2 separate regions of the Mus musculus genome follow, and region 2 is linked to region 1. The links are chromatin contacts, called in public ChIA-PET maps. All regions are on one chromosome and are shown on one strand. Each heading gives the region's core, a stretch centred on a gene start, on an enhancer-like site or on the middle of the called end of the contact. The rest is flanking DNA. Distances are from core to core; before and after follow the strand shown. Region 1 has its middle 41 kb from the start of 4930565D16Rik. Region 2 overlaps Fbxw7 (F-box and WD-40 domain protein 7).

Evidence for each region. ChIA-PET counts read pairs in DNA pulled down with a chosen protein or histone mark.
Region 2: an RNA polymerase II ChIA-PET map of memory CD8 T cells shows a contact between it and region 1, with 6 read pairs. The contact joins two enhancer-like sites. A contact is called at or near these places in 4 of 484 Hi-C or Micro-C datasets (cerebellum, myocytes, neutrophils and 1 more), 1 of 115 datasets of contacts at active chromatin or transcription factors (memory CD8 T cells) and 1 of 9 other capture datasets (embryonic stem cells).

What each region holds. Positions count from the first base shown.
Region 1 is chr3:84,335,426-84,342,578 of GRCm38.p6, reverse strand. No RefSeq gene overlaps it. Among named protein-coding and RNA genes, the nearest start is that of 4930565D16Rik, 41 kb to the left of the region's middle. Within about 2 kb of position 4,823, at least 79 of the 459 cell types and tissues checked have an H3K27ac peak or open chromatin away from gene starts, as enhancers often do. A contact at or near this core is called in memory CD8 T cells, where this site is marked.
Region 2 is chr3:84,842,897-84,850,478 of GRCm38.p6, reverse strand. The region is part of intron 1 of Fbxw7 (F-box and WD-40 domain protein 7); the gene reads right to left. All of the region lies in intron 3 of Gm40080 (a long non-coding RNA gene), which reads left to right. Among named protein-coding and RNA genes, the nearest start is that of Fbxw7, 31 kb to the right of the region's middle. Within about 2 kb of position 1,493, at least 26 of the 459 cell types and tissues checked have an H3K27ac peak or open chromatin away from gene starts, as enhancers often do. A contact at or near this core is called in memory CD8 T cells, where this site is marked.

The DNA.
Region 1 (7,153 bases), core at 3,574-6,073:
TCTAAAGACAGGCCCAGGGAAGGTGGCATGCAGGAAGGTCACATCTGGCTCAAGTCACTTGATTTTTCTATTTGCACTATGCTAATTCAGTATAATCCACTGAACGCCACTGAGTACATACTGGGACAAACTGTGACGGCAGCACCCTGGGACGGTGTGCTCCCAGAGTCTAAGACGGAGTCTGCAAGATGTAGTAGGATATTCCATACACCCAGGTGCCTTTTCTATTTATTTCTTATACTGGGGGTTGAGTTTAGGGCCTCATGCATGCTAGGATAATGCTCTAGAAAACAAACAAAAAAAGAATTTCATTTGAGACAAGCTCTTTCTGAGTTGACCAGACTGGCCTTGAACTTACAATCCTCCTGCCTCAGGCTCCACAGATGTTACCACTGAGAGCATGCATCTGTGCCTCTGGCTCCTGCTGCTTTTCAGCTTGAGCTCCTGTGCTGGTCATTGCCTTACGAGGGCAAAGGGGACTCCTCCGGCTCCGTTGGTTCTCCATCTTACACCTTTGATCAGATGACTTTATTGTCACATTCCTCCTGGGAGCTGATGTGGAACAGGCAGAAGTAAAACATGCCCCACAAACCTACTCAGCCAGCTCACCTGGTTTCCTCCCGCCTGGCCTGGCCGCCAGTCAAGTTGCTTAGCTCTGCTTAAGATGCAAGAGCAATGGACCCTCCTCCATTGGCAGAAAGAACAGGTCCCCACGAGGGCAGTGGCTGCCGGTCATTTCCTTCTGGAAATTCTCCCCAAATGATAAGTCTCAGGTGGGTGGCTTATGGGGTACCGACAGACTGGATTCTGGAGGGCTCCCCCACCTACAAACAGAGAAGCTAGGTAAAGACTGGCAGGCCTCTCAACCTGCAAAGCCTGCTTTGCAGTCACCAATGGTAAGATGAAAGCCTATAGCTGAGGATTCTGACAGTGTCTGTTTTTTAAAATCAGACAACAAAATAGCTTAAATGCAGTGTAAATGTCCTTGCATTGAAGGAGAAATGAGAAGACTGAACATCAGACAGCCTGCCTTTCTCGCGTAACTGCGAGCAGGCTACCATTTTGATTTTAATAGCCGGATGACAGTAATGAAAGTAATTCAAAATTAGTGCTTTTGAAGTGAGCATTTCCGGGTTTTTAAAAGAATGCCTTTGGAGCTTGAAGAACGTATATAGGAAAGGAGCCACGGAGAAGAAGTGGGGTTCTCAGTGTGATACCCTCTGTGTCCAGAGAAGATTTGCAAGTCAAACCTCATTTGCATCTAATTTCTCAGAATACAAGTCACAACAGATTACTTCGAGGTGAAAAATTCTAAAGACGCTTGGAAATCTCTTTGACTGCATCAGGACTAAGAAAACCGAGGAAGGAAATAAAATGGGATTCAAAACCAAGCCCTCCTTGTGGGTGTGCACGGCTTGATACATATACAGGGACTCTGGCGAAGGACCAGGGACCATCATGCTCCACCCACTTTGTTGCCACAATTGTTTGACTCAATATGCTAATGACATGTTAGATGGACTCCCTTCAGGCCTGTTCCCTGACTCCTAGCTAGCACCCCATTCAGCTGGGGATACAAGACTGTGCTGGAAAAAAAATGATACATACCTTTAATGTTAGCCCTGGGGAGGCTGAGGCAGAGGATCAATTGGAGGCCAGCCTGAGCTACAGAGCACAATCCTGTTTCCAAAAGGAAACAAAAAAAGACCAGTGACCTAGTGACCATGATCAGAGACGTCTGATCGTGGATGGAAAACGCGGCATTCACGTCATTGCTTTCAAGCCTGTTACCTGTGCTCCACCCCTTACATCTGGGTCTCAGCACCAGGAGATGAGAGGGTTTGCGGAGAGCATGCCCCACACTTTGAGGTTGCCTTTCCACTGCATCTCTTAGGCAGAATCCTGGGTTACCTGGTCTCAGCTAGTTACAAGGAGTATTAGAAAATATGGCCTTATTTTCTGGTCAGTGTGACCTTTAAAACACAATAATAAATACACAATACACCATAAATAGATAAAAACACAATAATAAATACACAATATACCATAAATAGATAAACATACAAACATTTTATTTTATATATTTATTATTTTATTTATATTTATGTTATTTTATTTACTATTTATTACTATATATTTATTTATGTGTATTTATGTATATACATGTGTATATATAAGTATAGAAATAAGCCCCAACCGTGGCCATAAACAGAACAAATGACAGCACTGGCCTCCCTTGGAAATCTGCAAGGTGTGTCAACATTTGCATGAGAAACAGCAGGCTGGAGATGTCAGGTTCTGTGACTCTAAAATACAGAAAATCATTCAGGTGGGGTGGGGGTTCTTCCCACCAACGCAATAGCAGCTGATGGGGCTGCTCTACAGTTCTGATACAGTTCTGGCTCCTCTTAAGTTGGGTCAGGAGAGCACACCAGCGCTCTGCACTGTGGTCTAGCGGGCCCTGGCCCTTCCCTGTTGTGACCTAGAGGAGTGTAACTTTACTCCTAGCTCTTTCTCTCACACCCACCACCATCCCCTCCAGAGCTGCACAAGCTGCGTTCTGGTGCTTTTGTTCGGTAAGTTCTTGTTTTGTTGATGTTTGAGTGTCTCATTGTGTGGCTCAGGTTAACCTGGAATTCACTATGTAACCAAAGGGTGGTCTTGAACTTGCGATCTTCCTGACTTGGCTGGGATGCTGGGGCTATAGGAAAATGCACTAGGCATTAATTATTATTATTATTATTATTGTTGTTGTTGTTGTTATTATTATTATTATTGTTGTATTGTGTGTGTATTATTGTATTGTGTGTGTATTGTGCGCACTCACATGTGGTATAGAAAATAGGAATCATGAGGAGATCCACAACTTTGTGGACTCAGTGCTCTTCTTTACCTTTATATGGGTCCCAGGGGTCAAACTCAGGTCCCCAAGCTGGCCCTGCAAACACCTTTACGTACTAAATCATCTCATTGGTCCCTACTCAAAAAAAAAGTGGCCCTGATGTCCTGGAACTTGCTTGGTAAACCAGGATGGCCTTGAACTCCAGAGGTGGAATCTGAGGGCTGGCATTAAAGGCGTGTACCATCACTGCCTGGCAAACAAAACAAAACAAAGCAAAACAAAAACAAAAACATCAAACCAAACAAACAACAAAAAAAGGCAACTTTTTAAGAAGTGCGGTCAGTCATCTTTGAGATAGACTAACCTTGCATTCCTGTGCTCAGCTGACCTTCCTACCTGAGGCGTTGCAGTGCCAGGTCTCCTGCTGCACTACCACTGTGCCTGGTGTCTCAGTTAGGATTTCCACCCCCTATGATAAAACACCATCCCTAAAAGCAGCCTGGGAGAAAGTGATGATTCGTCTTACACTACCACAGCACAGCCCACTGGGCAAAGCCAGGGCAGGAGCTCAAAGAGGGCAGGAGCCTGGAGGCAGGCAGGAGCTGATCAGAAGCAATGGCCGATTACTGCTTGCTGGCTTCCTCCCCATGGCTTGCTCAGCCTGATTACTTATAGAACCCAGGACCACCTGCCTAGGGATGGCACCACCCACGGTGGGCTGGACCCTCCCCCACTACTCCTTAAAAAGAAACTGCTCCACAGGCTTGCCTACAGCCTGGTCCTGGTTTCTCAATTGAGGTTCCCTCAGATGACCCCAGCTGTGTCAAACTGATGTGAATCTAGCTAGCACACCTGGCTAGTTTTGACTTTTTTTTCCACGGAGCCTCCATGGACAGACACCCTTACTGTGACTTAACATGGGAAGGAGGGACCCAGAATAGAAGGACATTGTAGCAGCAAGCCTGTACTTAAACCTGTGAAATTAATTTTTTATTAAAAATGACAGCAAACAAAACAGATAAGCGTTACACACACACACACACACACACACACACACACACACGAATGGAAAAGCACAAGGATCCACACACCTCAGGAGGCAGAACAGCCATGTTAATGGGGGCACCAGCCAGCGGCTCTCCAGCTCTGCTCCTCCGGCACGCATGGCTCCCCAGACCTCAAGAAGGATTTGCAGGACCTGTCCTTAGGAGGTGGGAGCCACGGCTCAGGTGAAAGTCAGCCTGTCCTAGCCGCAAGGACCAGTCTTCTCAAGGGATTTCTGATGAATAATTTAACTTCATAAAGTGACTTCTCCACAGAGCCTCCACGGACAGATACCCTTGCAAAGACTGTGATTTAATGCGGGAAGGAGGGACCCAGAATAGAAGGACATTGTAACAGAAGGCATGGGATCACCTGCCTAATCATCGGATCGTTCCTCCTGCCCAAATAACCAGAGCGGGGTCCTTTGAGTCCATAGGTCATCTTTGGGTCTCTCAGGTGATGGGGTCCACTTCCGGAAGATCTTTGTCTGATTAGTAAGCAGAGCCCAGGTCATTTCAGGGCCTCTGTGTCTATGACAGGAGGCCCAAAGTACATAGATTTGAGGCTCTCTCCCTGTGGTGGCCCTATGTTGCAGGTGCTAGGGCTACCAGACTTGTGTCACCCCCAAGGCTGTCACTTAGTCCTGTGAGGATGAAGCCTGGATAAGACCAGATTTTTAAAATTCCCAAGCAAAGCGAAGGACCCGGATGGCAATGTAACTCTAATTCAGGCAACTGTCTCAAAAATGGAAAGAAAGCGCAGCACATCTCGGCAGAGGCAAAAGGCAAAGGAGCCAGGCCGCACCCATTTCCCCCCCCCCCCCCCCCCCCCCGCTGGAGAAAAACAAAACCCGGGGCAGCTGAAGTGGGTGGGGCTGTGGGAAGAGACAGAGGCGGAAGAGGAAGGAGGAGCCCTGCCTATATCCCCGGCTTCCTGGGCCTCCTGTAGGTGAGCAGAGCAGAGAGTAAAGCTAGCGGGGGACTCAGCATTCACCCACCTTTCCCAACAGTCTGGATGTATGCTCTGGAAGGTCGTCACACGGACTGGTTCTGGCAGCAACACGTCATGGACCTCAGCAGCCACTTCCTTAGCTCAGTCTTGCTATAGAACCCTCACCTTACATACGGGTGAACTGAAACACAGAGAGATTGAGTCACTTGCCCAGGTCACACAGCCAATGGCAAAGCTGGAGTTTATGTTCAGGAAATGGGACCCCAGATGTTATGTATGCTCCTTAGCACCAAGTCTGAGAAAAACAGGACTCTCTGCTTTGAAGGTTACCGGTGAGAGTCCTGGAGAAAGAGGAACCAGAAGGATGCAAAGAGATGTAACATGTCCTGATTTTTTTAAACAAACAAACAAACAAACAAAATTATACTAAAATATGTTAGTACAAGCCGGACAGTGATGGCTCATGCCTTTAGTTTCAATACCGGAGAGGCAGAGGCAGGCAGATCTCTGTGAGTTCAAGGCCAGCCTGGACAACCAGGGCTAGACAATGAAACTTTGTCTCAAAAAAAAAAAACAAAACAAAACAAAACAAAACAAAAAAACCAAAACCAAACAAACAATGTATGTATATGTTTGTGTGTGTTTATATATGTTACTGCATAGAGACCATAGACAATGGTTTAGTGGCATACTGCCTACCTGCCTTACTAAGCAGAGGCCCCCAAGTATGATCTGCTTCCCTCTGCATTTCCTCCTTACCCGCACAGACATATATATTCACATCCACAGGATCCATAAGTACCATGTCATACAGATGGTGACCTCTAAAACTTTATGTAAACGGCACGATGCTATGTGACCCTCAGAAACATCTGCTGCTGTCTTCTTAACCTTGTGTCTCCGAGACTGAGAAAGTGCTCTCTGCTGACGCACAAGGATCATGTGCATTTATTTTATTTTATTTTATTTTATTTTATTTTTTTTGTAGCTGTGGAATGTTTTGTTCTTGCTTTTTTTGAGATGAGGGAGTCTCTTTTTATTGCTCAGAATGCTTCCTAACTCGAGAGCACAAACGATCGGCCCTGGCCTCCGCTTCCGGAGGACAAGCTGGCACTGTGCGCTAGGTACTCAGCCCCTGCCTTCCAGTCATCTTTCCAGTTCCTTAGCGCAAGGGGTGGAGCCCGGGGCCTTGTGCAAGCAAGCTTGGCAAGCATTGGACTGCTGAGCTTCTCACACCCTGGCCGTATTATTGGAGCATAATATCTAATCAAGAAGGCCCACAGATCTGCAAAGTTCCAGTTCAAGGAATATATGGAGTGCTTACACGTGTATTACCATCTCACAGCCTAAGGGAAATGACCAGGGCTGGAGATGCGGCTCAGCTGGTAGAGCGCTTTCCTAGACTCACAGAGCCCTTGGGTCAGTCTTCCAGCATTGCACAAACTGGGCTTTTTCACAGTGCATGCTTGTAATCCCAGAACTCGGGAGGCAGAGGCAGGAGGATAGGAAGTTCACTGTCTCCCTGAGGGACTAGAAGTTATGTTTCCTGATAGGTAGACAGATAAGAAGAAGGGCCATGACTAGGAAATAAAGGTGGTGAACTTCCAAGATGGCTGGCTTCTTCCTCATGCTCCTGACCTGAGACAAAAAAGCCTGAAGGCTTAAAACAAAGGACTGGTGGGCTCTCCTCTCCAGCCCCCTGCCTGTGGACTTGTTTACAAAAGCTGTGGATGGTTCATCTCCCCTGCTTTTGTTCTAAAGGACCAACCCTAATCTAGAGGAGGAGGACCTCCTTGAAGATCCTAAAGACCCCAGCCTTTCCAGGAGAGATGGACTTGGCTTCCTGAGCCCCCCTGCTCTACAGAGGGTGTGTGTGTGTGTGTGTGTGTGTGTGTGTGTGTGTGTGTTGGAGGCCAGCCTGGACTAACTACTACAGGAGATGTAAAAAACAAAAACCGAAAATAGATAAATAAATAAATGAACAAACAAATAAACAAATAAATGTAGATTTAGTCCTAAATTCTAAAACAACTGCAGTTCTGATGAGATGGATATTAGCCAACAGTGTAACACCAGGATTTAGAAACCTCTCTCCTGGCCATTTATTTTCATTGCAAAACAGTACGAGCGGATTGCGACTTGTTCACCTTCTTTGCTGGAGAGCGTTTGTGTCGTTTGCCCTGTCTTTACACAGGGGTATGCACTCACACCCACGGCTCACTGAGGGTGGATTTGCCATTTCCAGCCTAGTGCAGCTTTACAGCTTTAACCTGTGGGTCAACCAGATCGCAGCTCTGCCTGTATAGCAGGATGTGA
Region 2 (7,582 bases), core at 244-2,743, 510 kb before region 1:
TAGAATTTAAAGAAATTTCCAGAAAGGCAGTAGGTGGCAGCCCATAGACGGCCAATCCCAGGGATCAGACGCTTCTGAATGCCTTCTGGGAATTACTTAATTCTAGTAGCCATTTAGATGGTAAGGTATGATGATACTTCTACTGATGAAGGAAACAGCATGAAGTATAAAGTGGTTTATCAAGTTATTCTCTTAAGCCATGTTATAACAAAGTATAAGACAACTCACACATCAAGAAGGATTCAGGTTACCGTAAGCATCCAAACAGAGTAGTTTCAGTTACAGTAGTTTCAGTTACAGAAATATATTAAATACTGAGTACATTTCCAGTTCTGAATAGCCTCCCTCAGAAGCCCCATTAAGAAGGGATATGTGTGTGTGTGTGTGTGCGTGTATATATATATATATATATATATATATATATATATATATATATATATACACACATATATATATATCAAAGCCATTCTTATAAATTAATCTTTCAGCTGACATGAAAGTGATCTTCACATGTCAGTACAACTAACAAGACTACAAAGGAACAAAGTGTCTACCCTATAAGAGGTTGCTTGTTGGAACTAGATATTTAACCTTTATAAGGACTATAGTTAAGACTTTTTGGTCCTTAAAAATCAAATCTACCTCTCTTCCACACACTAGCATAAAAATGACCAAGAACAAGGAAGGGCTTCAATGTTGTTAGTACAAGAAAAATTAAAAGGAACAGACTTGGGCAGCATTAATGCAGCATTTGCTAATTATAGGCTTATCAACAGAGGATACCCGAAAGAACCTATTTTTTGAATTAAAAGTTTTGGGGGGGACAAAAATGGGGAGGTGGAACTAGAAATGGGGCATGGTGGCAACACCTATAATTCCAGCACTTTGGAGGCAAAGGCAAGTGGATGTCTGAGCTTGAGGCCAGCCTAGTCTATACAGCAAGTTCTGGGCCAGCCAGAGCTACAGTAACAAGAGTAAATCTAAAGATTATGTCTATGAAAGCCATCAACTGTACCAGAAGACATTTAAAAGTACATAAAGGAACAGATGACTGTTACCGCACTGAAAACTGTAAATTCAGTGAGGTTCCAATCATAATTCCAAGAGTTGTTAGAAATTGCTTGATATTAGATTATTTTGGAAGGATGTTTGAAACTTGATAAGCTGACCTGAAAGTTTCAGAGAAGGTTCACTTTATTAAATTTCAAAGACACATTAGAACTGTTCTCATTTAACAGTGTGATTCTGACATGAAGGAAGACAAACCAAATCAGCCCAGAGAATAGAAACAACACAAATAAAACTCACGGTCTTAACAGGCTTTTTCCACCACTAAAAATACATGGCAGAAATCATTTTAAAGAGGGATTCCCTCTGACTTGGGGCAGGAGGACGTGACACAGGAGAGAAACTCTTATCATGGTGTCATATCAGTGGTCAGGAAACAGAAAGACAGGATGTCTGTCTATGCCAACAGGCTTCCCACAGTACCTCCACCCTCAGGTTTCCGCCCCCTTCTTGCTGGAGTTGGGTGAAGTGCAACTCTAGAGATCTAGCCCAAGGCTGCACATGCTATGCTAACACTCTACCACTGGAGTACATTCTCAATCCCCAAAATTTGAAAACAGGGCTCTTCTGTGTAGGCCAAAAGCACCTTTAACTCCTGACCTCCGGAGTACTGGGATTACAGCTGTGTACACCTGATTTTCGTTCCCACATTCACTTTATCTGCCTCTCAGTCTCTGAATGGTACAGTCCACAGTCAGGGCAGCTCTGCCCTCAGTTAATCCACTCTGGAAAGAAACACCCAGAAGTGCTTGTTACTGAGGTCCTAGGCTTGGCTCAATCTATCAGGCTGACACTCAACATCAACTATAGATACAAGCAACAAACTAAAACACTAACAGAACTGAGTGTAACAAAGATTAGAAAAGTAATTGTAATGCTTAGTTCTCAAAACACTAATGCACAAACTATAAAAAGTGCCAGAAATCAATATAAAGGGAAAATACAAAAAGTAAATGTAGAGCATACGAAGAAAAGATTCAAAGAACAGGATATCAGAGTGATGAAAGATGCTCAACTTCACTAGAAATTAAAGTAATAAATAAATTTTACATCAAACTCACACAGGCCAACTGGAGGCCACTAGATAAAAATTAAGGGAAACAGGGTGGGAGGTATCAAGCTGTAACTTTTGGACCCCAAAGCAATACCTGAACCTAGATCCTCTGAGCCCCTACTTTCTGGTGCCTATCGCAAATCAACTCACACACTTGATTACGATACCATGTGCGAGCATTACGCACCACTTGCCAAAGACAAAAAAGCCTAGTTATCTCTCAGCAAAACTGACTCTTACTCAACATGCAAAGGTAACAGAGGCAGTAAGAAATGAACTAAGTTTTTTATGTCAATTGGAATGCATCTATAAAGCAATGAAATGTAAAACTGTTCAGGTCATTTTATGAACATCTCAGACATAGAAAAACAAGAGTGGAATGGCCAAAGGACCTTAGGCCACCGGGTACCTAGTAACAAAGGAAGACGAGCTGAGAAGGAAAGAACTTGAAAGGAAGAAGAGCCCCTACAGGTCAGGAAGAGACTGGAGGAGGATCATCAGTTCAGAGCATCAGATGAGGGATGCAAAGGAGGACAAAGGTTGTTAATGGCTCCTTAACCCTGACTTGGGCACAAGAGGTATGTTTAGTACCTTCTGGATTTCTACAGTGTGTCTGATTTACTTCATTATTTATAGAGTTATAATGGTATTTAAAATAGTAAGCTTGCTGAGGATGAATACCAAATCCAAAAGTTACAATGAAAGGAACTTGGAGACAAACAGGTTTTTGTCAAGGCAAAAATCACAAACCATTACAAAGACAGTAAGTAATTCAGATGGCGAGGCCATGACCTCCTAATGAGAGCAGATCTGAGTCTCTGTAAGGAAGAAGGAAATTGGACATCCTGGACAGGGTGCTAAGGTGAATCAAATGTAGCTAGCTTGTTATCTCAGCTCACTCGGCCTGGCTTCACTGTGATTTTTCAGGTGACCTTGAATCTAAACAGTGCATTCTGCCTGGTAATGCAAGAGACAGAAAAGCCTGTTAGCAGCTCACTGGGAGCTTATCACTAGTGTGCCACTAAGATGCATACAGAAAGAAAAAGCAACACTTCACACCTAGACAACTTCGGCTGGCATTCAGGGAAAAAAAGTGCCAGCTGGAGGAAAGGTTTCCTAACTACAGTGGAACTGAAGCTGAGGAGGTGAAGGACAAACATCAAAACAATCCAAAGGTGCAAAACACACACCAAGCAAGAAAAATGGTGTCAAAATGTAAACCTCTGGGGAAGGAAAACTGTGAAAGATGTGCTTGGCAATTTTTAAGTCTCAGAAAAATAAAATATTTACAAAAATCTATAAAACCAGGATCTAAGTTGCAAAAAAGAACTTGTTAAAACATGTAAGTAACTCTCAGAGAAAGCATCCACTCACAGGCTGTACAGCAGAAAAACAGCAAAGTCATCAAATGATCCCCATAACAGCACTCTAGTACCACAAAAGCCCAGGGAGCAGGACAAGGTCACTGGCCCCTCCGCACTGCTGCCCCACAAGCTCAGGGTCTCAAGCCTCAAACTACATGAAGCAGCCATTCCAATCAAGAGCTGTTAGCTTGCACTTCTCTTTGGGATTTGTATCTTATGCATCCATGTAATGCACAGTGCCTAGACCACATGCCTGTATCTTATTGCAAAGGATTCTGTGAATTATAGCCCAGTATGATAGTATCCCAATACCAATAAGCAATCTGAAATAAACAATCAAAAACATGACCCAACACACACAATTATTTTTAACAATAAACTCTAAACAAAATTCTCAAGATGACAAACTCTAAGACTTGTATAAATCTTCTGCTCCTCACAAAAACGTTAAAAAACCAGTCCCACCAGCTGCTACAGCAGCTCCAATAGCAGAAATTCTAGGTGATGACCGTTGCCTGGCTTTTCTATAACCTACAGACTAAATTACAAAAGGGGAGTAGGAATGAAAAGAATGAGGGAAAATGTATTAGCACATAAGCATATAAGAAGGAACTTAGTCATCCCTCTAGCAGATACCCAGAGGCCAAGAAAAGGGTCACAAACTCAAGGAAACCCTGTGTAACTTAGATACTACCTTGAAATACAATCTAAAAAAGTAGCAGGGCTACTTGTCTATCGTGCTCAAAGACCTAGGTTCAATCCCCAGCATTAGGAGGGTGGGGCATGGGACAGAACTTAACAGATTCTAATGGGCTGCCCTCCTATTTGAGATCTAGGAATTCTACCATTTTACAGTCATAGCCAAGGAGAATTTATGCAGTGTTTCTTTGACCATCACACTTAGCATGTTTCCTTATGAAATGATGCCTATCTTTCTTACGGAACTGAGAGCATCTAGAATCCTATCAGCCCTTCCTCCAAAGAGGGAAAAGACACCCACAGCAGCAGTCACAGTGCCACAAAGGTTTTTATTCCCACCTAGGTAAATGCAGTATGTTCAAGATCATAAGTGGAATTTTCTGGAGAGTCAGGAAGATAGCTGAATGGTCAACATGATAAATGGACTTCATCAATCCTGTTTTGTTTTAACTTTTTCACTTCCATTAAACTGTACCATGAGTTTCAGTTAGTGCACAGCAATACCAAAATCAAAAGGGCAAATAATTAGAACTATTTGAACTAAAACACTGAAACTAGAATCTCTGTAAGTAAATCACATTAACTCATTCAGCAAAAATACAAAAGCATGTTGTCTATTCGTACGTGGTTTCACCCCTCTTTTTTTCCTCCCCTCCCATGTTTTGAAACAAGTTCTATACATACGTATAAAGTTTTTGCAAGTCTTAAAACACACTACACAATCCTCTTCTTCCCAATCTAAGTAGATGAGGGGGTTGTAGGACATAATCTAAGTAGATGAGGGGGTTGTAGGACATAATCTAAGTAGATGAGGGGTTGTAGGACATAATCTAAGTAGATAAGGGGGTTGTAGGACATAATCTAAGTAGATGAGGGGGTTGTAGGATATAATCTAAGTAGATGAGAGGGTTGTAGGACATAATCTAAGTAGATGAGGGGGTTGTAGGACATAATCTAAGTAGATGAGGGGGTTGTAGGACATAATCTAAGTAGATAAGGGGGTTGTAGGACATAATCTAAGTAGATGAGGGGTTGTAGGACATAATCTAAGTAGATGAGGGGTTGTAGGACATAATCTAAGTAGATGAGGGGTTGTAGGACATAATCTAAGTAGATGAGGGGGTTGTAGGACATAATCTAAGTAGATGAGGGGGTTGTAGGACATAATCTAAGTAGATGAGGGGTTGTAGGACATAATCTAAGTAGATGAGGGTGTTGTAGGATATAATCTAAGTAGATGAGAGGGTTGTAGGACATAATCTAAGTAGATGAGGGGGTTGTAGGATATAATCTAAGTAGATGAGAGGGTTGTAGGACATAATCTAAGTAGATGAGGGGGTTGTAGGATATAATCTAAGTAGATGAGGGGGTTGTAGGACATAATCTAAGTAGATGAGGGGTTGTAGGACATAATCTAAGTAGATGAGGGGGTTGTAGGATATAATCTAAGTAGATGAGGGGTTGTAGGACATAATCTAAGTAGATGAGGGGGTTGTAGGATATAATCTAAGTAGACGAGGGTGTTGTAGGACATAATCTAAGTAGATGAGGGGTTGTAGGACATAATCTAAGTAGATGAGGGTGTTGTAGGATATAATCTAAGTAGATGAGGGTGTTGTAGGACATAATCTAAGTAGATGAGGGGTTGTAGGACATAATCTAAGTAGATGAGGGGTTGTAGGACATAATCTAAGTAGATGAGGGGTTGTAGGACATAATCTAAGTAGATGAGGGTGTTGTAGGACATAATCTAAGTAGATGAGGGTGTTGTAGGACATAATCTAAGTAGACGAGGGTGTTGTAGGACATAATCTAAGTAGATGAGGGTGTTGTAGGACATAATCTTGGCTCCAGTTAGAGGTCTGGAAACATAAGGACTGTGGGAACAACTGCTCACTCTCTTAAGCAAGATTGTATCAGGTCTTCAATAAAGTAGACAAAGATGGGTGTGGTGGGATGAGGCAGGAGGTTCACTAGGAGTTTAAGGCCAATCTGAACTGCATAGTAGGTTCATGAAGACTTATGTGTCAACAATCCCCTATATTTGAGCCACAAGACAGTTCAGCAGGTCAAGGTGCTTGATGAAAAGCCTGATTACCTGAATTTGATCCCCAGGAGGAGGTAAGAACTGATTCTTGGAAGTTATTCTCTGAACTCTATGTATGTGTTCCCAAAATTAAAATGTAATAAAAATTAAACGGTAACAATTTCTTCTATTAAAAGAATGTTATTCCAGCACAGTGAATAGTAGAAGGTCCACAGAGCACATGCAAAGCCCTAGATCCCATCCCAAGTGCCACCAAAGAGAGAACTGATTACAAAGATGATTGTAGTAAACATAATAAAGCCAATTTAGAGCATACATTTTCTTAAAATTAAATCAGACCATCTTTTTCTACTAGGCTATTCCACTCTTGTGCACTTGGTGTTAAGAGCCACTTACTACTCACTAAGTATTAAATTAAGGTGCTCAAATTGAAGAGCCGGTGAATTTATGCCTCTAGAGGGCAGCATTTATCACAGGACAGAGAAGCTTGAATGAAAGAATTCCATTGTCCAAGACACTTAAGAAATACAGGATAAGCAAGCTTTGGTAAACTTCTTTTTCAAGAGATGGCTCAGAACCCTTAGCATATTAATGTGCACTATGAATCTTAATAGGCTATAGTTACAGTATATGGTGTTTCTTCAACTTAATCACAAAACTCTCTTCAGGACCAGTGGTCCTAAAATTATTGTCACAGAATTCATTACACAAACAAACTACTGGACGAATTCTCTCAAAAGAAAAGCTTACAGGATTGCTCAAGTGTCTCCTCCTTTTTTACATGGGCTTATTCCTCTGACTTTAAAGCAATTCTCTGGGCATCACCATGTATTGTGCAAATCCTAACAGTCAGCGGGATAAATGCCAGCAGAAATACTCCTTATTCCTGTGGTCATCAGACATGAAGAACTTAATGCTGCTGGACTTAATCAAAGAAGAGAAAGAAAGTCTGGTGTGGTAACTACTCCAGACACATCTACCTCTAGCTTTAAAAGTACATTACAGAAGACGCAAACTTTAAAAAAAAAAAAAAAAAGTGTATCTACTATTGGGATAATCTTTCTGTGCATTGTGTAAAGGTTGTCTTTGTATTATTCAAATGTACTGAATTCTCATATTGGTATTTTTATTCGATCATCACCTGCCTGAGTATTTTGTAAACATTCTTCTCCGCCACCTTCCAATTGGTTTAATAAAGAGCTGACAGCCTATAGCTGAGACAGGAGAGGAAAGGGGAACTTCCAGGCAGAGATAGTAGCTATGGGAAGAAAAGAGAAGTGAGGGAGTCACTAGCCAGACACTGAGGAAATCAGACTTAGTGAGAGGTAAGGAGCCACATGGCAAATGTAG